2 separate regions of the Mus musculus genome follow, and region 1 is linked to region 2. A link is a contact called in public Micro-C data. All regions are on one chromosome and are shown on one strand. The core of a region is the stretch at or near the end of the contact, and the rest is flanking DNA. Distances in the headings are between cores, read along the strand shown.

What was found. Hi-C and Micro-C count contacts between places; a contact is called where the count stands out from the background.
Region 1: a contact with region 2 is called in a Micro-C map of muscle stem cells, with 7 times the contacts expected there. The contact joins the enhancer-like site here to the promoter of Glt8d2 in region 2. A contact is called at or near these places in 3 of 39 promoter capture datasets (the HPC-7 cell line, cranial neural crest and embryonic stem cells), 1 of 484 Hi-C or Micro-C datasets (muscle stem cells) and 1 of 115 datasets of contacts at active chromatin or transcription factors (bone marrow-derived macrophages).

Annotation. Positions count from the first base shown.
Region 1 is chr10:83,167,352-83,173,539 of GRCm38.p6, forward strand. The region is part of intron 2 of Chst11 (carbohydrate sulfotransferase 11); the gene reads left to right. Among named protein-coding and RNA genes, the nearest start is that of Slc41a2, 170 kb to the right of the region's middle. Within about 2 kb of position 1,665, at least 47 of the 459 cell types and tissues checked have an H3K27ac peak or open chromatin away from gene starts, as enhancers often do. A contact at or near this core is called in the HPC-7 cell line, bone marrow-derived macrophages and muscle stem cells, where this site is marked.
Region 2 is chr10:82,689,382-82,696,122 of GRCm38.p6, forward strand. It overlaps Glt8d2 (glycosyltransferase 8 domain containing 2), which reads right to left and starts at 1,269. Exons shown (of 10, transcript NM_029102.3): 1 at 1,108-1,269.

The DNA.
Region 1 (6,188 bases), core at 415-2,914, 480 kb after region 2:
GGGAGCAAGACAGTTGACCTGGCTTTGTGCTGTAGGCCTGCAAGCCTCAGGAAAGAACAGCTCTCCAGTGCACGCCTGCCCTCTCTCCTGTCTGTCCCACAAGGACAGTTCTGGCTCTCATGACCAGTTCATTGTCAACATCTAGGACCACACTAGGTATGTAGATGGACAGAGACTACCTGAGAATCCAAGAGAGGCAGCAGGAGAGGCCAGGTAATAAAGCTGCGCTGGGCCCCTTTCTGGTGGCTATTCTCAACAGGCCCTTTGTGCCTGGTGACTCCAGGCCATTGGAAGCTGCAGTGAGATGCAGAGAGAGGGCTGGCAGGCCTGGGCCAGTTGGCTGCCAAGAGTGCCTGTTGCTGCCGCCTGCTCCCTCGGGGGCCCCCATCCATGTAGACCACCCCTCCCTCAACTCATATGTCTTACCCTCCGTTTCCTCCGTCATGAAGCATGGCCACTCACTGCCACCCACAGGGAGCCCTGCCGAGAGGTGCATGGACTTAGTGGGTCACCAGTCCTGCTTCTCTTGAGAGGACACAGCCTCGTAAGTTTCTCCACAAGCTTCCCAGTGTGGGAAACATAATGCATGCTCCAAAGGCTGTCCTTAGCTCAGGGAGGCCTGGTGACTGTCAGGTAGACCATAATTACCTCCATTCGTGATCACATCGGACTCCACAGCCAGTGTCATGGGAGCCCATCTTAAAGAGGACTTGGCACCTCTGGGCCAGAATAAAATGATGAAGGCCATGGCCTTGCAAGCACCTTCCTTGCTTCCCAGCCTTGTCCCTTGCACCAAAGCATCAGACACAGTAATTACAGGAGCACATTGCCCAGTCACCCCTTGCCTTAGTCTCCCCATCTATAAAATGGGGCCACTCACAGTCCCTTCCTTATATTCGCTCATGAGTACACGAAGTCACCTTCGGAAGGCTAGAGGCATGTTTTGTTGTTCTACCCAAACTTCTGTAAGAATTCTGTCTCCATTGGCACTAAGCCCCATGTGGGACTAACACAAGGAAGATTCTAGAAAGTATTTAACGCAGATAGTGCTTCAACCATGCCAGGACAGAGAAAACAGCTCATAAATTATTTGAGGAAGGAAATATTGTCAGCTGTTTCAGTTTCCTGTCATAACACATTCCCACAAACTCATTGTCATGCCGCAGCACAAATGTATACCACGGTTCTGGAAGTCAGGGGTCGACGTGGGTCTCATGTGTCTGAAATCCACAGGCAATGTAGCATCCAAGACCACCTGTGTCCCTTGGCTTACGGATCTCTCTGTCCTCAGAGGGGATGGCAGCCGGCTAGAGCCTTCTCCCTGCTTCCCCCTCCCCACCCCCCAACCATGTCCCCTGACTCCCCCTCTGTAGGAAAGATTCTGTGGTCAAATGACATCACCCAGCTAATCCAGGAACACCCCTGTGCTTTAGCATCATGTGGTCAGCAGCAATTCTTCCACCTGCTCCTTCCCCCCACCCCCGCTAGCCAAAGAACACTATGTATTCAGTGTCTGGGGTGGGTGTTTGCCTAGCTCGCCGCCACACATGCATTTTGGGGGACAGTGACTTGGCTTCTTTGCCTGGGGCTGTTCCCAGCTGTTCCCAGCTGTTCCCAGCTGTTCTCCAGGAACCTTCACAGGATTGGGGGCAGGGAAATAAGGTTTCGAGGGAGGAATAGTAGCTCAGACTCAGCCATGGCTTGCTCATTGAGTGCATCCCCAGCCCCAAGCCAGCATTGCCGTGGGCAGCCTTCTACCATGCAGAACACCATCTTGTCTTCTTCATAGAGTGTCTGCTGCATAGATCGCTTTACAAGGCCTGAGTGCTTACCTCCGTCCCTTCACGGCCCCTTGGCATATTCCATTGCTAGAATGTGGTTCTCCTGGCTCTCGTGGATGGATGGTGGGCTGATACAGTCCACGGAGGCAGTGGGATCAGAGACAACGAGCTGGGGTTCGGGAGCCCTGTGAGTACATATGGCAAATAACCACACCAGGACCAGCTATCGGGAAGCAGATCAACTTTACTTATGGTGATTCAAGGCTTATAGAGTTTGTGGGGACTGAGGCTGGGAACATCCAGGGTGGGCAAAGGTCATTGGCTGAGGGCTTAGGGCACCGAAATGCCTCATTAGTGTGGGAAAGCATCTGGGGAATCTCAGGTGCTGGCTGAACAGCTTCTTAGCTAGAGAAAGGATCCTGTAGTCTAACTGAGGCTATGTGACATTTCTCGTAGAGGCTTGGGGGGGGGGCAGTGAATTCCCCTGTGATTGAGATAGTATAGCCAGTCTCCAAGAGACCTCCAGGCTCCTGTCTGCCCCTCACAGCCATGCTGCCCATTATTAATGGAGAATTCCTGTGTCACTGACCTTCAGTGTGACCTTGGGGACCACAGCCTACCTCACATACAGGGCCACCATCGCATGCGAGACCGTCAGCTCCTCCCCCACGTTCCTCTGCCAAGTCTCTTCCTTCCTTCCAGCCTTAATGGCTTCCTTTTGTGAAATCCCAGAATTCTCACCTCACTCTTTCAAGAGGGCTGTAGATGTTCTTGCAACTTCTCCGTCACCTAATGGGGACTTGCTTCACAAGGGAGCTAGTGCATAGCTGCAGTAGAGGCATGTTTTACTCCAAAATCCAAAGTTGTTGGTGTAGGAAATGCTAAGCATTGAGCTTTCTGCAAGGCACACTTTTCTTTCAATGCTGGGGATTGAACCCAGGACTTCACTCATGCTGAGCAAGTACTCCATCACTGACTTAAGTCCCCAAGTTCTATCTTTGTTCTAAAATAGATGAATTCCCCAAATCCCACTCAAAGGCATCCTGACACACCCGACTAAGACCTTGTCTTCTGAGCACCCTCATGCCTACATCCCCCAAACACAACTGTTTCCTGTGGTGCTTGCCGCATGCCTAAGGATGGGGTATACCCGTGGCAAGAGTAAACTGCCAAATACAATAGGAATGGTCTGCAGTAGGCTAGCTCAACAGCCTGCCATCCGCCATCTTGACATCCGCCATCTGGATGATCCCAGTGTAATTTGGCAACAGATGCGCTTTCACATCTTCTGGCCTTGTCTTCTCTGTCCATCCGTGCCGAAAGGCGGTGAGGTGCGATTGGCAGGTATGGCCCCCATGGTGATGACATTCAGAGCTGACTCCTGTCAGCAGTCAGCAGGACCAACAGCTCAGGTCCCTTTCTGAGCATCAGAGGGGCAGCCGCATCCTTCTCATCCATCTAAATGGCACAGAATCCCCCATCAAATCCCCCATCAAAGGCTCTTCCACCCTTGACTCCAGGTTCAAAGGCCTCAGAGTTCAAAGGGAATCTTTGTCCTTTTCATTTGCTGACACCTCACTCAGAAGTTAGGCTTCCTGCGAGACCAGATCAGACGCCCCTCCTCCCAGGTGTAGGGACCCTCCGCATGCTCAGAGCAAACTGAGGCAGCTGATTGGAAACTGAGAAATTAAGGGGCTTGTAATTAGCAGGCTGCGGTGGTAAACCAGCTGCCTAGAATTGGTACCTGGTGCTCAGACTAAAAATAGACTCTTTCCACAAGAAGCAGGAGAATCCGGTGGGGTTGGCCAGACATCAAAGGGTATGTGCCTTCTTTTTCCCATTCTGCTGAGAGAAAGAAGGGCATCCAGCCTGCTCCAGAATGGGGTTTTCTGTAAGGGACTGGTCTGGTATGCTGGTGGCAAAGATAGGCTGCAGTGTGCCAAGGCTGAGGGACATTGGTGGCAATGTCATCTCTTAGTTACAGAGCTTCAGTCAGGCCGCCGGGATGTTATAGACTGCAATGTCACCCCTCAGCATGAATGTGGTGTTTGGGATTCTCATGTATCCCCTGCGGAACCCATTGGCAAGGGTTGGTGTGTCTGAACAGCTCACTGCCAGGCAGAATCAAGGGCCACGGAAGACTAGGATACAAGACAGAGACAGATACATTGTAGCGGATGGGAAAGCAGAGGTGTTTGGGGAGAAATCCAGGACACGGGGCACCAGACTCTGCCCAGGTCAACACCCAATGGGGTGTCTACCCTGGGTCTAGTGAGCAGATAGGTGTCTGCGATCTGAAAGGAAATGGGCTTTCACTTGGCTCCCCCTCTTGATAATGTAATCATAGCAATGATAAATGACATCATCAAAGCCTTCAAGAATGAACTGTGGCCATCCTTTGCCTGGGCGTGTGGGAGGTCTGGATTGCTCAGATTCTGTGTCCTACACATTTGAGACCCTGCAAGCCCTCTGAAGCTCTTCTGTCACCCCACTGAGCCACTGGAAGATCATTAGATGTGTATCCTAGCTAAGAGCAGATAGGCAAGCTGTAGAAGCTGTCATCTGTCCAGGTGTCTGGAGTGACACAAGTCCACACCCTCTCAGTCATGACAGGGAGTAACAGTGATGTCCCCAGGCAAGTGGCACTCAGCAAGGCCACCAAAGCTACCTCACCTCTGCAGTGGTGCCTTAGACAGTAGCAGAGTGGGAGAGAGGAGAGAGAACACGCCCACCACACCAAATGCCCTCAGTGTTTGTTGAATGAGTAAATGAATCCCTTTATTGTTGAGTTTAAACAGGAATCCACACTGAAAGCCCAGAAGGGGACACCCCATTCTCCAGCCTACCAGTCATTTGACAGCGCCTACCATGCCCCTAGTCCAGGGAGCCCCAGGCACACTGTGTGAACCCACAGAGAAGGTGGGCTGGAGGGGCGACAGGAAGAGCCGATAACTGCTATGCATAGCATGTTTTTCAAAACTAAACAACAGCAGTAAGAACAATAAGGATGAATAGGGTTGGAGCGATGGCTCTGGGTAGAGATCGAGGACTTCATTTGGATCCTAGAGCCACCTGTATGTAAAGCCAGCCAGGGTCATGTGTGCCAGTAAGCCCGTCTCTGGAGAGGCAGAGACAGAGGATCTCTAGGGTGCCTTAGCCAGCTACACCTGCTGAGTCGATGAGATTATAGTTCAGTGAGAAACTCTGCTTCAAAAGAAATTAGGTGGGGTGTGACAGAGGAAGGTTCCTGCTGTGAACCCCTGACCTCAACGTGTACCCACATAGATGTGTACCGCCCCACCACACACACAAAGACCCGAAATAATAAATTTATGATGATGGTGATAATGATGGGTGATGATGATGATAATGGTAATGGTGACGATGATGATGGTGATAATGGTAATGGTGGCGGTGGTGGTGGGTAATGATGGTGGTGGTGGTGGTGGTGGTGATGATGATGATGACTGCAACCTCACTGCCCATCACCGTCTCCTCCCTTTCTGGCTGCAGCCCTAATTGAGTGAGAGGTTCCTGAAGCAGAAATTAGAGTGTAATCAGCATTCGGTGCTTCCACGGAAACTGATTTGCAAGTCTCCCCACTGGCCTGAAAACCTGCCCAAAGCTGTGCTAGCCAGCGGAGTGCACCCCAATGCTAGCTTTCACTATGTTAGCTCCCTTGTAGGCTCTAGCCACACAGGAAGAGCGTACCAGCTCTGCCTCGTTTGTCCTGGGTTCAAAGGTGTCTAGGGCAGTCAGACCACCACTGGCTCCAAGTGTCTGTGTTGAGAACAGTGCTGAGACCATTCTGGACATACCTCGTGCTTTTCAGAAGCGCTGGTCTGGAGGATGCTGGGAGCTCAGCCTCTAGCCACCTGAGCATTGAATTAAAGCCCTGTGGTGCTTTCCTTTCTGCGGGGCCCTGCACTTGCGTGTGCCTTCTGCCTTTCATGGCTCTAGTGGCCTCTTGCCCAACCTCAGCTCAAGAGACAGCAAGGACCTTAAAGTCCTGAACTTAGTACCTTGATGGTTATAAGGCCCTACCTTGCCTGGGGATACTTGTCCTGTCCCCCTCCCTGAGCCCCACCCACTCACAGGCTGGAGTGAGCAGCCTCCAGTATCTTCCTCTAGGCTAAGAGATCAGCTAAAGTCGGCTGTCTCCTAATTCACCTTTGGATGGGGGTAGGGTGTGTGTGTGTGTGTGTGTGTGTGTGTGTGTGTCCTGTAAGGGCTGCCTCAGTTAGTGGAGTGCTTAGCATGCAAGCATGAAGACTTGAGTATGGAGCCCTTGCACACAAGTAAAAAGCCAGGTGTGATAGTACCTGCCTGCGACCCTATTGCTGGAGCAGTAGGCAGGAGGATCCTTGGGGCTCTCTAGCCTGTCTTTCAGAATCAGGGAGCCCATGT
Region 2 (6,741 bases), core at 19-2,518:
AGAGAGAGAGAGAGAGAGAGAGAGAGAGAGAGAGAGAGAGAGAGAGAGATGGAGGGTTTAGGTATTATTGTGGAAGGATGAAGAAAGCAGGGTCCTGGGGAAAAAACATGTTGGGAGATGAGGAACACTCAAAAACATCAGAATGTCCGGGGCAGGGACCTGTCCAGTTCAGCATGTGTCACTTCTGTGACCTTCATTGTCATTATCAGCATTGCCAGGGAAGCTGGCCCTATGTGCCACATTTACTTTGTATCTGTGTGTCACATGTTACATTGTATCACTTTATTTCCATTTTGCAGATAGGAAAATGTAGGCACATGGATGAGATATGACCAGAATCAGGCTTATGAAAGTCTTCCCAGGTGGCACACAGCCCACACTTTCATTACTGTAGGGCACAGCTCTGTTGTTGGCTGTATCAGAGGGAGAACTAGAATTCCATTATGTAATACCAAAAGGATATTTCGAAGAAGCGCAATACCAAAACATTTCGAGAAGAAAAAAAAAAAAAAAAAGGCAAAACCAACCCACCAGCGTCCTATTGGCCAGCAGGCTGCATAGGACAAACATCCTGCGTCTTTGGATGCTAAATCAAACACTGTGACTCCCATACCACAACAAAACCACAGAATTAACTGCCAGTTCTCTTATTGGGTATGGAGGCCCCTGAAGAGTTTCTCAGGACAGATTCCAAAAACATGAATCATAACTCAGTTATGTCATTTTGGCTCAGAAACAGACTCACATTAAATGCGAACACTGATCTCTGTCATGTCTAACTCCTGATCCCCAATGCAACTTAAAATCCAATGCAAACGAACAAACAAATCACCATTAGGGCAGAGATGGGAGAATAGGGCTAGCCTCTGCTCTGCAAAAATAGCAAGATGTGAAAAGCTTATACAGTGAGCGTCTTGGGTTTGCTGCAATAGAAAGGTTCTTTACGATGTTACATTACAAACTAGGGGGCTTCTGGAGGCTGAGGCTGTGAAGGGGGCAGTCTGCCTCCTCCGAGTTACTTCTCTGAGTTCACAGCAAAATAAACAAGTGGTGTAGACAGAAAGGGTGAAATGGAAAGATTATCTTGCTTGTAATTGCTGTATTTACCTGATGGATGTGAGGGTAGGCTTTGGGCAACTTGGTCCAGAACCGCTGCAGAGCTGAGCATTCAAACTGCGGCTGGCCTCGCGGGACCACTAAGCTGCCTGTTGCTTCAGCTGCTTCCCAGATCCCATTGGAAATCCCAAATGGCTTGCGAGCCCTGAGTGTGCCTCAGCCGTCCACACCCACCTCCGCTTGCGCTTGCGTTGCCTGAATGGCTCGGGTTTCTTCCACTCCTGCAGCCTCTGGGAACCCAAGCCTTGTGCAGGCAGAGGCTGCTCCTGAAACGCTTCCAGATGTGCTCGTCCTGAAGGCAGGGCAGGTTGGCTGGCTGGGGCAGACTTCCTCTCTCGGCTTTCTCTTGCAGTCTGCGTGTGAAACTCTCAGCAAAACAGGGCTGTTCTGGAGTAAAAGCTGCAAACCTAGGGAAGAACAAATGTTTGGAAAGTGAATTTATACCGTCGTGCGTCTAGTGTAAATTTCTAATTTCAGCCAGGTTCTTGCTGAGAATCTTTGAAATCTCCTGTGTGTTGAAATGTTACCATGGCAAATCATGTCTCAGACAACCATCGTCTTTTATTGAGGCTGTGATAAAGACAGAAGCTTCCAGGTGGGGTGTATTCCCTCTGGAGGGGAGAGGCATCAGTCAGGGGGCAGACTTGGTGGCAACACTGCTGTTCTGTGGTTTTGCAGTTGATCCCCAGAAATGTAGGAATGGTACCAGAGCTTTGCCCAGGATCATGGAACATATTCCACAATGGCTTCTCTCTAACTTTCATAAGGAACTCCTCGATGGCTGCCTCCATCACAAGCAGTCACTTCCTTCCAATCACATGGAACTTTGAACATTGATAAAAACAGATTCATACCTTCTGCTTCATTTTGTTCTCTCAGTGTGTTAGGTAAGCTAAATTTTGCTCCACATTTCAGATTCCAGCCAAATTTGGGTCCTCTGAAAGAGCAGCAAGTGCTCTTAACCACGGCCACAATTTTCCAAGTTTTAAATTCTTTCAGCCTTCTCTTCTGTGATATTCCTTGAGCCTCACATAGAGACGAAGAGTTGATATAGAGTCCAGATTAGCGCTTAGCACTCAATGCAGTTGTCATAGTTCGTATCGTTTGGGGAGACTCTGGCCTCCCATAACCATTGACTCATAGGGTGTTATCACATGCCTGGGATTTTCATTTGATAACCATGCCTTCTGGGAGTCACATTGCCCACTCATGAGGGTATCAGATGTGGTAGAGTGGTCCCTCAGACAGGTCCCAAGGCAGTACCACAAACAGGACTGTAGGCTGATGCCTGTTCAGTTCAGTTCACTCCCAAGATCACCTCATCTGTACCTCTCATCTACTCAAGAGGATGCCTGGCATTGAATTATTCTACTATTGGATAAGTGGATGATTGGCATGAGTTTCAAGACTGAAATAGTAACTGTTTTCATAGGACCTACTTCTCATATTAACTGAAATCTCTCTGGTCATTATTTTCGAACCCTTTCCTCTGGTCCCTAATGTATGACTCCCAGTCCCTTTCTCTCCTATTCCTGCCATGCCTTGAGGACACAAGAGGTTTCTTATCTATGACCAGCATTTCCATCTTGTATGGTGGATTCCTCCTCCTTATGATGTAAACGAGAAGAAAAAGAAACTCAGGCCATCAGTGACACCTCAATGGTGCAAGGGTACACTGGAGCTCAGTTGTTAGATTTATTTACTATTGCAGGTTTTCAGTCTCTCCATCTATTAGGAGTTCTGCTAGAAGAGGCCTAACAGAACCAAGGGTGAAAATGTATCGTGCATGCCAGGTGGTGGTGACTGGGTTCCAGGGCATAAAGATCTGGTCTGGTCAGTTAAAGTAAGGGCTTTAAAAAAAATGTCTCTCCTGAGCAGTGGCGACACAACCCTTTAACTCCAGCACTCTGGAGGCAGAGGCAGGTGAATTTCTGAGGTGGAGGCCATTCTGGCCTACAGATTGAGTTCCAGGACAGCCAGGGCTACACAGAGAAACCCTATCTCAAAAAAAAAAAAAAAAAGAAGGAAAGAAAGAAAGAAAGAAAGAAAGAAAGAAAGAAAGAAAGGAAGGAAGGAAGGAAGGAAGGAAGAAAGGAAGGAAGAAAAGAAGAAAAAGAAAGAGAAAAGAAAAAAAGAAAAGACAAAGAAACTCCATTATGATGTAAAATACTCAGAAAAGCCCCAATAAATGGAAACAAGTATTGCTGGTGCTTTCAAATAATATTTAAATAGAAGTTTAAAAATAATATTTAATTAATGTAATAATAGCTTTATATTTAATAGTTAATTGATAAAAATTAATCTGTTCAAGCTATATATCATCATGATGTGATACACACACCCACAAACTGTGTAATGATTCCAAGTCAAGTTAACGCATCAGCATATATGTTGTACATTAGATTCCCAGAGTAAGGTCTTTTTTTTTTAACATGTTCATTTTATATCCTGCTCACTGCCCCTGTGAGTATGATCATCTTACAGCTGTAAGTTGGTACCCTTTGACAAATATCTACCCATTTTTCCTACCCTCCTGGTCCCGTACCTGGCAAACATGATTCTACTCTCAGTTTCTTTAAGTTCAACAATTTTAGATTCTCTATATAAGCACTTACAGTGTTTGCCTTTCTTTGTCTGGGTTATTTGACTTAGCAGATTGTTAAGTTTCAACCATATTGTTCCAAATGTCAGGGTCTTCCTTTTCTGCCTGAGAAATAGTCCATTATACAAATGTGCCATGATTTCTGTGTCCAGTCATTCATTACTGGACACTTAGATGGTTTCCATAGCTGAGTTATTGTGAGCAGTATTCAGTGAGGCTAGGAGCACAGGTCTCTCTGCATGGGCTGGGCTAAGTGAAAGACTCATGGATGGGAAGCACTCAGTTCACAACCAGAACCAAAAACAAAACAGGCGTTTCATCGACTTATTGATTTCATTCCTTTTGGATGTATACCAAGAAATTGGAGTTGCTGGATTATACTGTAATTTTTAATTTGTGTGTGTGTGTATGTGTGAGTGCACATGACCATGCATCTTACAGTGAACATGTGGACATCATCAGGTAACTTATGGGAGTCAGTTTTCCCCTTCCATCATGTGGGTTCTAGGGATCAAATCCTGCCCTTAGCCTTAGCAGCAGGCTCCCTTACCCATGGAGCCATCTTGCCAGTCCTCTGTATTTTTTTTTTTTTTTGAGGAATATCCATATTATGTTCCATAGTGCATGTACCAATTTTATTATTAATATTGAATAAAGAAATCCTAAGGTATGAAATAGGAGAAGAATTATGACAGTAAGTTATTTGTAACGTTGTACAAATGTGAAAACTAGTTCTTTGCTTGCAGCCTCATGATTGAGTCCTTCTATATTTTGTTCCTCTGGTAGAAATACGATGACTCTCTTACCTGGACAGCAATGTCTGTAGATACAATGCCTCTGCAGTTCTTGCAGCTGAAGGAGGCATGTGAGTGGAAGGCTACTGTCTGGAACTTCCTAGAAAGCTCCCATTTTTCTGGCAAAAGACCATTTGGGGCCTTGCCTTTTTTTCCTGTCTGAAATCCAACCTTGATGCTGGAAGTAGAGTAGCCACTTCTTTCTGAGGCTCAAAGGCCCACACTATGTTTCTGCAGATGGCTGTACAAGCTGTATGAAGAGATTACAATTAAATAGGTTAAAGTCCTTACAGCACACAGACAGCTCACTACAAACTAGGAGGAGAGTTTTAAAAGGGGCTGTATGCACTACGTGGTAGAGCATCTTTAATCCCAGCACTCAGAAGGCAGAGGCAGAGGCAGAGGCAGAGGCAGGCTGATTTCTGTGAGTTTAAGGCCAGCCTGGTCTATGAAATTAATTCTAGGACAGCCAGGGCTACACAGAGAGACCCCCACCTCAAAACAAATAAGTAAATAAATATAAAGGAATGAATTAATTAAAAAGGACACTGTTTGAAAGTGTTGTTGGAGATAAGGACATAAAGTGAAAATAGCACAGCATCCTGGGGGTGGTAAGAGCTGGGAGCCATTACAGTCCTTAGCCCAAAGGCTCCTGTGTCTTAGTTTTTAATTTTTTAAAGTGGATATCCTATAAATAGATATTAGCCATAAAATACAGAATACCCACACTACAATTCACAGACCCAAAGAAGGCAAATACAAGGGAGGCCCAAGGGAGGATGCTTTAATCTTTCTCAGAAGGAGGAATAAAATAGATATCAGAGGTGGGTGGAGAGAGGGAACTGCGTGGAAGAGAGGATGGGGAGGGGAATGGGGCAGGGTGATCAAGCATAGGGAGAGCAGGGGGTGGGAAACAGAAATCAGCTATGGAGGGCACTCAATGACATACTAGAGATCTGGGATGGGGTGAGGGCTTTGAGGAGGTACCAGGAAGTCTATGAGAGTGACTCTAGTTGAGACTCCTAGTAGTGAGGGATATCGAGCCTGAAGTGGACACCTCCTATAGCCAGGCATGACTCCCAGTGGAGGCACAAGAACAGCAGCCCACTCACAAAATGTGTCCTGCTTGCAAGGTGTGCAGGGACAAAGATGGAGGGAATGGCCAACCAATCTCTTACTCTATCAGTGATACTCTGTTATGCATGCAAACAGGATAACTGTCCTCTGAGAGGCTCCACCCAGCAGCCAATGGGAACAGATGCAGAGACCCACAGCCAAACATTAGATGGAGCTTGGGGAGTCATGTGGAAGAGTTGGGGGAAGGCTTGAGGGACCTGAAGAGGACAGGGACTCCAGAAGAAGACCAACAGAGTCAACTCACCTGGACCCTTGGGGCTCACAGAGACTGAACCACCAACCAAAGAGCAAGCATGGGCTGGACCCAGAACCCAACACATACGTAGCAGATGTGTAGCTTGGTCTTCCTGTGGATCCCTAATAACTGGAGCAGGGTCTTACCCTGACTGTGGATCCTGTTCCCCTAACTAGGCTGACTTGTCTGGCCTCAGTGGGAAAGGATGTACCTAGTCCTGCATGACTTGATGTGCCAGGGTGGGCAGATACCCATGGGAATCCTCCCCCTTCTCAGAGGAGAAGAGGAGGAGGGACTGGAAGGAGAAGAGGCCTGCGATTGGGATGTACGGTGAATAAATAAATGGATTAATGAAAATCAAACAAAAAAACTGAAGTTTAAAAAGAACATCAATGGGCTGGAGAGATTGGTCAATGATCTGAGCACTTCTTGCTCTTACAGAGACCAGAGTTTGATTCCCAGTACTCTCGTTGACAGCTACAACAACCTAGAATTCTAACTCCAGGGAATCTGATGTTCTTTTCTGGCATTTTATCGAGGTTTCCTACACACACACACACACACACACACACACACACACACATGCACATACCCATATGTGTCACACACACTTAAAAATAATTTTTTAAAATCTTTTAAAAATAAAACAATAATCATCATTATAATAAATAGTGTATACAATATAGCCCAGGCACATTATAGGCTATATCATTAGACATGCTCATGAATTCTCTATAGTATCCATCATACCGTGATATCACACCATTTACTTAGTGATACATCTATCTCAGGACATAGGCTCACGGCTAAACATGATAACATCTGCCCTCATGTCCACTTTTAATCTGTGGTGCCAT